Linked DNA regions of Mus musculus: all the other regions are linked to region 2. The links are chromatin contacts, called in public HiChIP or PLAC-seq maps. All regions are on one chromosome and are shown on one strand. Each heading gives the region's core, a stretch centred on a gene start, on an enhancer-like site or on the middle of the called end of the contact. The rest is flanking DNA. Distances are from core to core; before and after follow the strand shown. Region 1 overlaps Tmod2 (tropomodulin 2). Region 2 overlaps Hmgcll1 (3-hydroxymethyl-3-methylglutaryl-Coenzyme A lyase-like 1). Region 3 overlaps Tmod3 (tropomodulin 3).

Region 1 (2,700 bases), core at 113-2,612, 510 kb before region 2:
GGTGGAATTCAATCTAAGGATTTTGTTTTGTTTAAAGTCTCACTTTGTAACTCTGTCTAGCCTGCAGCTCTCATTATGTAGACCAGGCTGGCCTTAGACCTACAGTAATCCTCCTGCTTCCTTCTGCCTCCTGAGTGTTAAGATTAACACTGTACCAGAAAGTCCGATGGAGTACGAATTTTAAAGATCTAATGTGACAGATTATTGTGTTGTTTTTTTCCCCCCTCAGAGGTAAGAAAGATTGTGATCCTTTTTCAGTAGAAAAAGGAGTTGTCCTTTCTTTCCCAAAGGGAAAGCAGAGAAGGGCTATCAGGCACAAAAGGCCGGCTGAGCATATCAAGGTCTTAACGCCCGATGTTACATGGGACTGGCACCAAGAGGCACACATGCCAGAAGCAACACTATGGGTGGTCCTGCGTAGGTTGAAACAGATTTCCCTAATCATGAAGTTACAGGTGAGAGGCACAGGCCCCTAAGAGCCTGATTGGATCTACTGTAAGCTACATTTTAGAAGGGAGGCAGCCAGCAAAGACGGGTCAGTGGTTAAGCTTGTAAGAACAGGAGTTAGTCGAGGCAGTGGTGGTGCACACCTTTAATTCCAGCACTTAGGAGGCAGTGGCAGGTGGATCTTTGAGTTCGAGGCCAGCCTGGTCTACAGAGTGAGTTCCAGGACAGCCACGGCTGCATGGCTACATGGCTACATGGAGAAAAAAGGAACAAGAGTTAGAGGTAGGTGTGTGACTTGAAGCAAAAAAATTCCAGAAGGCCAGTTTGGGGCTATACTGACAGTTCCAGAGTTCAAGGCCAACCTCGTCAGTGTACTACCACAGTGAGGCTCTGGGGCTATAGCAAAGTGGTAGAGTGCCTGTCTAGCATGCCTAAAGCCATGGGTTCAACTCCTTGCACTGGAAACAGAATAACAACAATAATCATGGAGTGAAGGAGGGGAAATGTGGAGCACATTGAGTTTGAACCCTGACCGCCACATCCTAACTGTATGATTTGGGAAGCCATTGAATGCCCATGGACTCTGCCTCCTCGTTAATCCCAACCGACTGTGAACTTGATTAGTGGCTCTGACAGTGAAGCATAGGCAGGGCTTTCTGTGAGCGTGTTTCCTCAGAGCGTTCACTAAGGGGGAGGAAGCCTTGCTCTGAATGTGCCTGGCACTACCGCACAATGGGAAGAAAGGAGAAAAAGAAGGGCGACTGTGGCACCTTTGAATTGCTTGTCTTTCTGCTCGCTACCTTCCATACCAGCACAGACAATGCTCCTCAGGACTCCCTCAGTTGCTGTGAGCCTTTCTGCTTACAGGTTATTCCTAGTCGTCTAGAAAGATCCACCCTAGAGAGGAAGCTGCTTGGTTTTCATCCCCACTGAAGGCTTTCCACTGAGTCCTTAGGGAGTGTCTGTCCAGCCGAGTAGGGAGAACAAAGGCAGTTCTATTTGTTTTATCTCCCTGGATTTATTACATGGATCCCAGGGTCAAGTATCTCCAGAATAATTGCTTTTTCTTCATTCTCCTTTCTCAGGTGTTTTCTGGGAATCAAAGTCCCACCCTGCATTCCTCCTTTGGGCAATTCCAGTAAAACCTGTGAGACAACCCATGGGAAAAGCAGTAACCATGGAGGGATCTCTCCATAGTAACCACAGGGCCATGATGCCCAGTTACTGTGAAACTAACTGTCATGAGCTGAGTCAGATGCTACAGAGACCTCTGACAGACACTCAGACGTGAACCTCGACACTCAGACGTGAACCTCATGTCCCTTGCTGATATCATCAGAGACGGATGAAGACGTATGGAAATGGCAGACATATCTGAATAAGGCAGGGCAGGTATTCCCACAAGGAGATAGATGCTACATACATCTTCCAGAGGAATAAGAATCAGAGTTCTGGGGCTGGGAAGCAGCTAAAAATTGATAAACTACTTCCCTAGGAAGCCCAAGGGCCTGGGTTAGAATCCCAGGACTTAAGCAAGAAACAGATGCACATCGGGTGTGGAGGTGCGCATCTGTGATCCCAGTGCTGGGGGGTGGGGTAGAGGTAGGCGGGGCTTGGAGCTCAGCCAGAAAAGGCACTTGCCACTCCACAATGCAAGCTGGAAGGTCTGAGTTCCATCCTCAGAACCCGTCTAAAGGGTGAAGGAGGGAGCCAGCTCCATAAAGTCGTCCTCTGAACTTCACATACATCCTGAGGTCAGCCAGGGCGCCTGAGCTTCCCCCCTCCTTGTGGGGATTAAGACCGCCAACTACAACTCTTGTTCTAGGTTTTTAAGTCAGGGTCTTGCCCTGTAGCCCATGCTACTCTAGAGCTTTCTATGTTGCTCACCCATCCACAGCACAGACTTTTTTTTTTCCTAATGAGAAACGACTTAATTTAGGGGAAAAGCTTGCTTTTCATTTCTTTTGGATTATTTGAACTTTTATATCTACGTTGTAGTTTCGATGATAATGGTCATCACTGATTCGTATGTTTGAATACTTGGTCCTGAGCTGGTAGAACTGTTTGGGAAGGACTAGGTGGTGTGGCCTTGTCAGAGAAGGTGTGCACTGGGGTAGGCTTTGTAGTTTTAAAAGACTCACTCCCAGTGTGTGCTCTCTCTGCCTCCTGCTTTTGGATCAAGATGCGAGTACTCAGCGGTTCCCATTGCCATGTCTTTGCTTCACCACCATAGACTCTAACCCCCTGAAACCA
Region 2 (2,700 bases), core at 37-2,536:
TTTATTTCCATCTGAATAATTAAAATGCCTCTATTTAAAATATAATTTTTTTCTGTATAGATCTTCTAATTTTGTAATAGAAATGTTTAAGTTACTATCTTTTGTTTAGGTTCTAATGAAATTATTATTAACTTGACTTCCTGAAGAAAGATTTTAATTTTATGTAGAAGAGCAAAACAAGCTAATTTTTTATAAGTATCTTTGAAAGAGTAACATGGAGGGAGGAAAACTTACTATGATTTTATTTTGACTATATACCAAGTATCCAACCAATTTCAGTGCATTTGCAAGTTAGCAACTGCCATGGACTGGCCTCAGTCGGTCCCCCTCAATCTGTGGGAGAAATCAGGGTTCCCGTACAGGTGGGCAGGGAGTCAGTGAAAAGGGTGACAAATAGACACAGACACAAGGGAGTGTGTTGTCTCTGAATGTAATTTTTCCAAGCAAGCACCAGACTTAAAATATAGAATAAAAACAAGAAAGTTAGGTGAATACATTTGCCAAGGTACATTGAGATGCGTATTGGTTCTTTACACAAAACAAAGAAAATGCATACATAAAAAGCTAGGGGGAGCCAGGCAGTGTTTACAACTGAGATAGAAACAGCCTTATTTTAAAACCAGCCAAACACAGGAGCCAGGTGAAGGGTCTGATGCAAAGCTAGTCTATTGTTAAACCCACCACCAGGGGTCCTTTAGTAAATACCTGATTATGCTATTCCTCTGGGCCTAGTGAAACACTCACCAGGGAAATTCCATTCTACTAACCCTTTCATGAATAATACTTCAGTTCCTCCTAAAACCACAACCCACCTTCTTCCTAGGCCATTGTAAATTCCTGTGTATGGGAGTGACTCGGCTATTGTTCTAAGTATTTACTCTGTAGACTAGCCCTGAGATTAATAGCTCTATTCAAGTAAATTGTAATGCCTGACTACTTTCACTGTCTCTACTAGAGGTACTTTTGAATGTTACTGAATAGGTAACATTCTTACTGAATTCCAAGCCCAGGAATCAAGGACTGCCTAGGACATTGGAACACTGGTGGAGGCTAATCTAACTTAGCTATATGTCAAAATCAATCCTTACAGGCTCTTAAAATAAAGCAATATTGAGGGAAAGCACACAGATCTGTTCACTGACTAAAGCAAGGACATTTTTGGAGCATTTGTTATACAGGATGCCACGTTTCCAGGAGACTAAGTTTCCGTGAACTTTTTGCCTCGGGACTGCGTCCAGGCTTTTAAGCCTGTCACACAAACTTCACTGGGGTAGGTGTGGCAAGCAACACCCTACCCATACAGTACTTGCTTATACTGCTTTCCCTCTGCCCACACCCCAGCATTCTGCCACTCCATTCCATCCAGTCCCGGTGGTTGATTTGTTAAGTATTTGATGTCCAATGTGTTGTTTTATTTGGACAATTGCAATGTGATTTACCTTTTATGTTTTATTATTTTTTATTATTTATTTATTTTTAAAACATTATTGGTTATTTTGTTTGTTTGCATTTCAAATGTTATCCCTCTTCCCGGTTTCCTCTCTGAAAACTCCCCATTTCATCCTGCCTCCACAAGGGTGCCCCCCAACCCACTCCTGCCCCATCATCCTAGCATTCACCTACACTGGAGTGTCAAGCCTTCACAGGACCAAGGGCCTCCCCTCCATTTGATGCCCGACAAGGACATCCTTTGCTACATATGCAACTGGAGCTACGAGTCCCTCCATGTGTACTCTTTGGTTGGTGGTTTAGTCCTAGGGAGCTCTGGGGGGTCGGGTTAGTTGATATTGTTGTTCTTCCTATGAGTTTGTAAGCCCCTCAGCTTCTTCAGTTCTTCCCCTAACTCCTCGACTGGGGTCCCTATGAAGCCACAGTTACTACACTGATACTGAAACCACTCAAAGACCCAACAAAGAACGAAACTTCAGACCACTTTATGAATATTGATGCAAAAATCTCAATAAAATTCTCGCAAACTGAATCCAAGAATACATCAAAACGATGATTCAATATACAGAAATCCACCAATGTAATCTACTATATAAACAAGCTCAAAGGGGAAAAAAACATATGATCATTTCATTAGATGCTGAAAAAGCATTTGACAAAATTCAACACCACTTCATGTTCAAAGTCTTAGAAAGAACAGGAATTCGATAAACATAGTAAAAGCAGTATATAGCAAACCAGTAGCCAACATCAAAGTAAATGGAGAGAAACTTGAAGCAATCCCAGTAAAATCAGATACTAGGTAAGACTGCCCACTCTCTCCCTTTCAATATAGTACTCGAAGTTCTAGCCAGAGCTATTAGACAACAAAAGGAGGTCAAAGGGATTCAAATTGGAAAGAAAGAAGTCAAAATATCACTACTTGCAGATGATATGATAGTATACTTAAGTGACGCCAAAAAGTCCGCCAGAGAACTCCTTCAGCTGATAAACAACTTCAGCAAAGTGGCTGGATATTAAATATTTTTTTAAACTTTAAAGCATAGTACATTTGTTATTGTTAGAAACTTCAAAAAGCTGTTGAATGCATCTCACATGTTTCTTCCTTTGAATTAAAAAAAAAAAACTCTTAAAAAAAACTCTACTGTTAAAAAATATAGAAGACTAAAAATACACAGTGGGTCTGAAAGACCCACAACGTGAGGACTCCCCCAAGTTCTGACTCAGGAGAGGCGACACCCCAAAATCACC
Region 3 (2,768 bases), core at 45-2,544, 560 kb before region 2:
TTGGAATTTAAGGAAAGGGCCTCTGGGAAACAGATCTCATCAAAGCTTCAGTTTAATTTCAGGTCATGTTCTAGGGAGATTAGCAGTCCTCCATTACTTATTAACATCTGTCTCTTAAGTTAGACCTATTTTATTAGGTATAAGAAACTTTTTTTTTCTAGTTTCCTTTTGAGACAGGTTCTCATGTACCTCAGGCTGGCCAGAATTTCCTATATAAACAAGGATGGCCTTGAACTCCTAATCCTCCTGCACTTACAAAGTGCTGGGATTAAAGGCAGAAAGAACCTCCAATGGCTATCAAGAGATCCTTATGGTCCTTTGAACTCTAAATACAGAGCTTTTAAAAATAAATGAATTCAGAATAACTATGGAAAGTTCTATAAGAACCAGAGAGAAACAGGAAAGTTGAAATAATAAGAGTATTCCAGTGTTCATGACAAACCAAGTGACACCCTTTTCAATTTTGTATCATGTTCGTTCATTCATGCATTCACTTTTGAAGGGCAGCTCACCTGTCTGCTGCATTTTGATTCTGCACACAAAGAAACAAACGTCTCTGATTTTGAATTTACTGATTTCCTATTACTGCACTGAAGTAATAAGAAAAAGTGCTTTGGCTGGGCAGTGGTGGCGCACACCTTTATTCCCAGCACTAGGCAGAGGCAGGCGAACTTCTGAGTTCAAGGCCAGCCTGGTCTACAGAGTGAGTTCTAGGACAGCCAGGGCTACACAGAGAAACCCTGTCTTGAAAAAACAAACAAACAAAAAACCCAACAACATCAAGAAAACCAAAAAACCAACCAAGCAAACAAAAAAACAAAACCAAAAACCAAGAAAAAGTGCTTTGATGTAAAGAGCAAAGCAAGAACCGTGAACTACCCAACAGACCTGGTAAGAGACGCCCATGTTTAGTGAGGCAGTGGCTTCATTCCTCACAACCACAAAAAGGAGAACAGAGAACAAGAAAAAACAATTCTAGATCAGAAAACACTTCACAGTCTATAAGAGCAATAGTGAGCCCTTACTCAAGTGTACGTGATCACACAATCTCTCAAGTTCCCCAGTGTCTGACTAAAGGCCGTGAGTCTCAAACTGGGGCTGAGGCCAGTTGGGGATTATTTTTTTCTTCAAGATCTTTCCCCTAAGGAAATATTAAGAGAAACAACATCCCAAACTCCACATCTCTAAAAATTAATTGAAAAACAAGCAACGCCATCACACACACACAACATCCTTATCTCCAGTCCTTGCTCCTTCCTCGGCAAGGTTCCAGGAAGTGACGCAATGCTGGATCTCACGAGGAGGAAGGAGGCAGGCCCTCAGAGAGCCTTTCCCAGGCTGCAGACGGGCCAGCTCTGCTCTGGTGCAGCTCAGTCACTGAGCACTCTTTAACACCACATGCCTGTACTTAGGAATATTCTAGTTTCTCGGGTGATCTTGATGAACTAAGGCTCACGAGGCCGGGGTCTCACAGACCTCTCTCACCTTGCTGCTTTCCTTGTTCCCTGGAGGGTTAGTGTCCACATTTCTGCAACGAGCCCCTACCCATCTCCAGACTTTTCCATCCTATCCAAACTCCTCATATTTAAGTCCAGCACAAACCTGATCTTTCTGAAGCCCTTCCTATCTCCTTCCATCACCTGGTCTCTTCCCTCCTCAAAGGTCAACGCTCAGCAGAACTATCTAGCCTATTATATGCCATTGATTCGAATGTCATGGGCCTCAGCTAGTATGAATACCTGCCTGTAGAGGCATTTCCTACGCACCTCAGACACAAGCATACTTGTGATTTTTAGGGGTCAGCAATGGTTATTACTCTAATTTCAAAAGTCTGGGTATACAGGAATCTTTGTTATTAAAATTAATTTTCAGATTAAGGGGAAGCTTTCTCTCTCTCTTCTTCCTTCCTTCCTTCCTTCCTTCCTTGTGTGTACATGTGTCAACACAGCACCTCTGTGGAAGACAGAGGTCAGTTTTCGGCAGTCAGCTAGCTATCTCCTCCCTCCATGTGGGTATCAGGGATTGAACTCATTATGGTTATAAAAGATACAAGACTAGAATTTGTATAATACACCTTGATGCCTTATAGCATTAAAAAAGGAATTCAGTGGCTAAGCTGGAGTGTGGTCCAGTAAGACCACACTTTACAAGACTGTACTAGAAGTTTCATGACCAAAACCACATAAAATCTCTAGTACAAAGTATAAGTTTCATGTGATATTAGAATAAAAGAGGTTGGGCTGGAGGGATGGCTCCACAGTTAAGAGCACTGATTGCTCTTCCAGAGATCCTGAGTTCAATTCTCAGCAACCACATGGTGGCTCACAACCATGTGTAATGGAATCTGATGCCCTCTTCTGGTGTGTCTGAAGAGAGCAATGGTGTACTCATATACATAAAATAAAACAATAAATCTTTAAAAAAAGAATAGAAGAGGTCATTTTAAGTGATTAAAATACTCACTATAAACTGGGCATGGTGGTGCACACCTTTAATCCCAGCACTTAGGAGACAGAAGCAGGCAGATCTGAGTTTGAGACCAGCCTGGTCTAACAGAATAAGTGTCAGGACAGCCAGGGCCACATAGAGAAACCCTGTCTTGAAAACAAAACAAAACAACAACCCTCACTATAATGTAGCCTTGAAAATACATATACCCAGGGTGGGGGTGGGGTGTTAAGATGGGCTGATCAACGGGCTTTAAATTACAGTTACACAAGGTGAAGAAGTCCTGGTGTGTTGTGGCAAAATGGTGTAACTATAGATAA

Evidence for each region. HiChIP or PLAC-seq counts read pairs in DNA pulled down with a chosen protein or histone mark.
Region 1: a contact with region 2 is called in an H3K27ac HiChIP or PLAC-seq map of embryonic stem cells, with 4 times the contacts expected there. The contact joins two enhancer-like sites. A contact is called at or near these places in 2 of 39 promoter capture datasets (cranial neural crest and stem cell-derived epiblast-like cells), 1 of 484 Hi-C or Micro-C datasets (the N1E-115 cell line), 1 of 115 datasets of contacts at active chromatin or transcription factors (embryonic stem cells) and 1 of 9 other capture datasets (embryonic stem cells).
Region 3: an H3K27ac HiChIP or PLAC-seq map of embryonic stem cells shows a contact between it and region 2, with 3 times the contacts expected there. The contact joins two enhancer-like sites. A contact is called at or near these places in 1 of 39 promoter capture datasets (the 3T3-L1 cell line) and 2 of 115 datasets of contacts at active chromatin or transcription factors (the 230-238 cell line and embryonic stem cells).

What each region holds. Positions count from the first base shown.
Region 1 is chr9:75,588,964-75,591,663 of GRCm38.p6, forward strand. The region is part of intron 4 of Tmod2 (tropomodulin 2); the gene reads right to left. Among named protein-coding and RNA genes, the nearest start is that of Tmod2, 21 kb to the right of the region's middle. Within about 2 kb of position 1,363, at least 11 of the 459 cell types and tissues checked have an H3K27ac peak or open chromatin away from gene starts, as enhancers often do. A contact at or near this core is called in embryonic stem cells, where this site is marked.
Region 2 is chr9:76,103,820-76,106,519 of GRCm38.p6, forward strand. All of the region lies in intron 7 of Hmgcll1 (3-hydroxymethyl-3-methylglutaryl-Coenzyme A lyase-like 1), which reads left to right. Among named protein-coding and RNA genes, the nearest start is that of Hmgcll1, 90 kb to the left of the region's middle. Within about 2 kb of position 1,287, at least 15 of the 459 cell types and tissues checked have an H3K27ac peak or open chromatin away from gene starts, as enhancers often do. A contact at or near this core is called in embryonic stem cells, where this site is marked.
Region 3 is chr9:75,546,072-75,548,839 of GRCm38.p6, forward strand. All of the region lies in intron 1 of Tmod3 (tropomodulin 3), which reads right to left. Among named protein-coding and RNA genes, the nearest start is that of Tmod3, 12 kb to the right of the region's middle. Within about 2 kb of position 1,295, at least 171 of the 459 cell types and tissues checked have an H3K27ac peak or open chromatin away from gene starts, as enhancers often do. A contact at or near this core is called in embryonic stem cells, where this site is marked.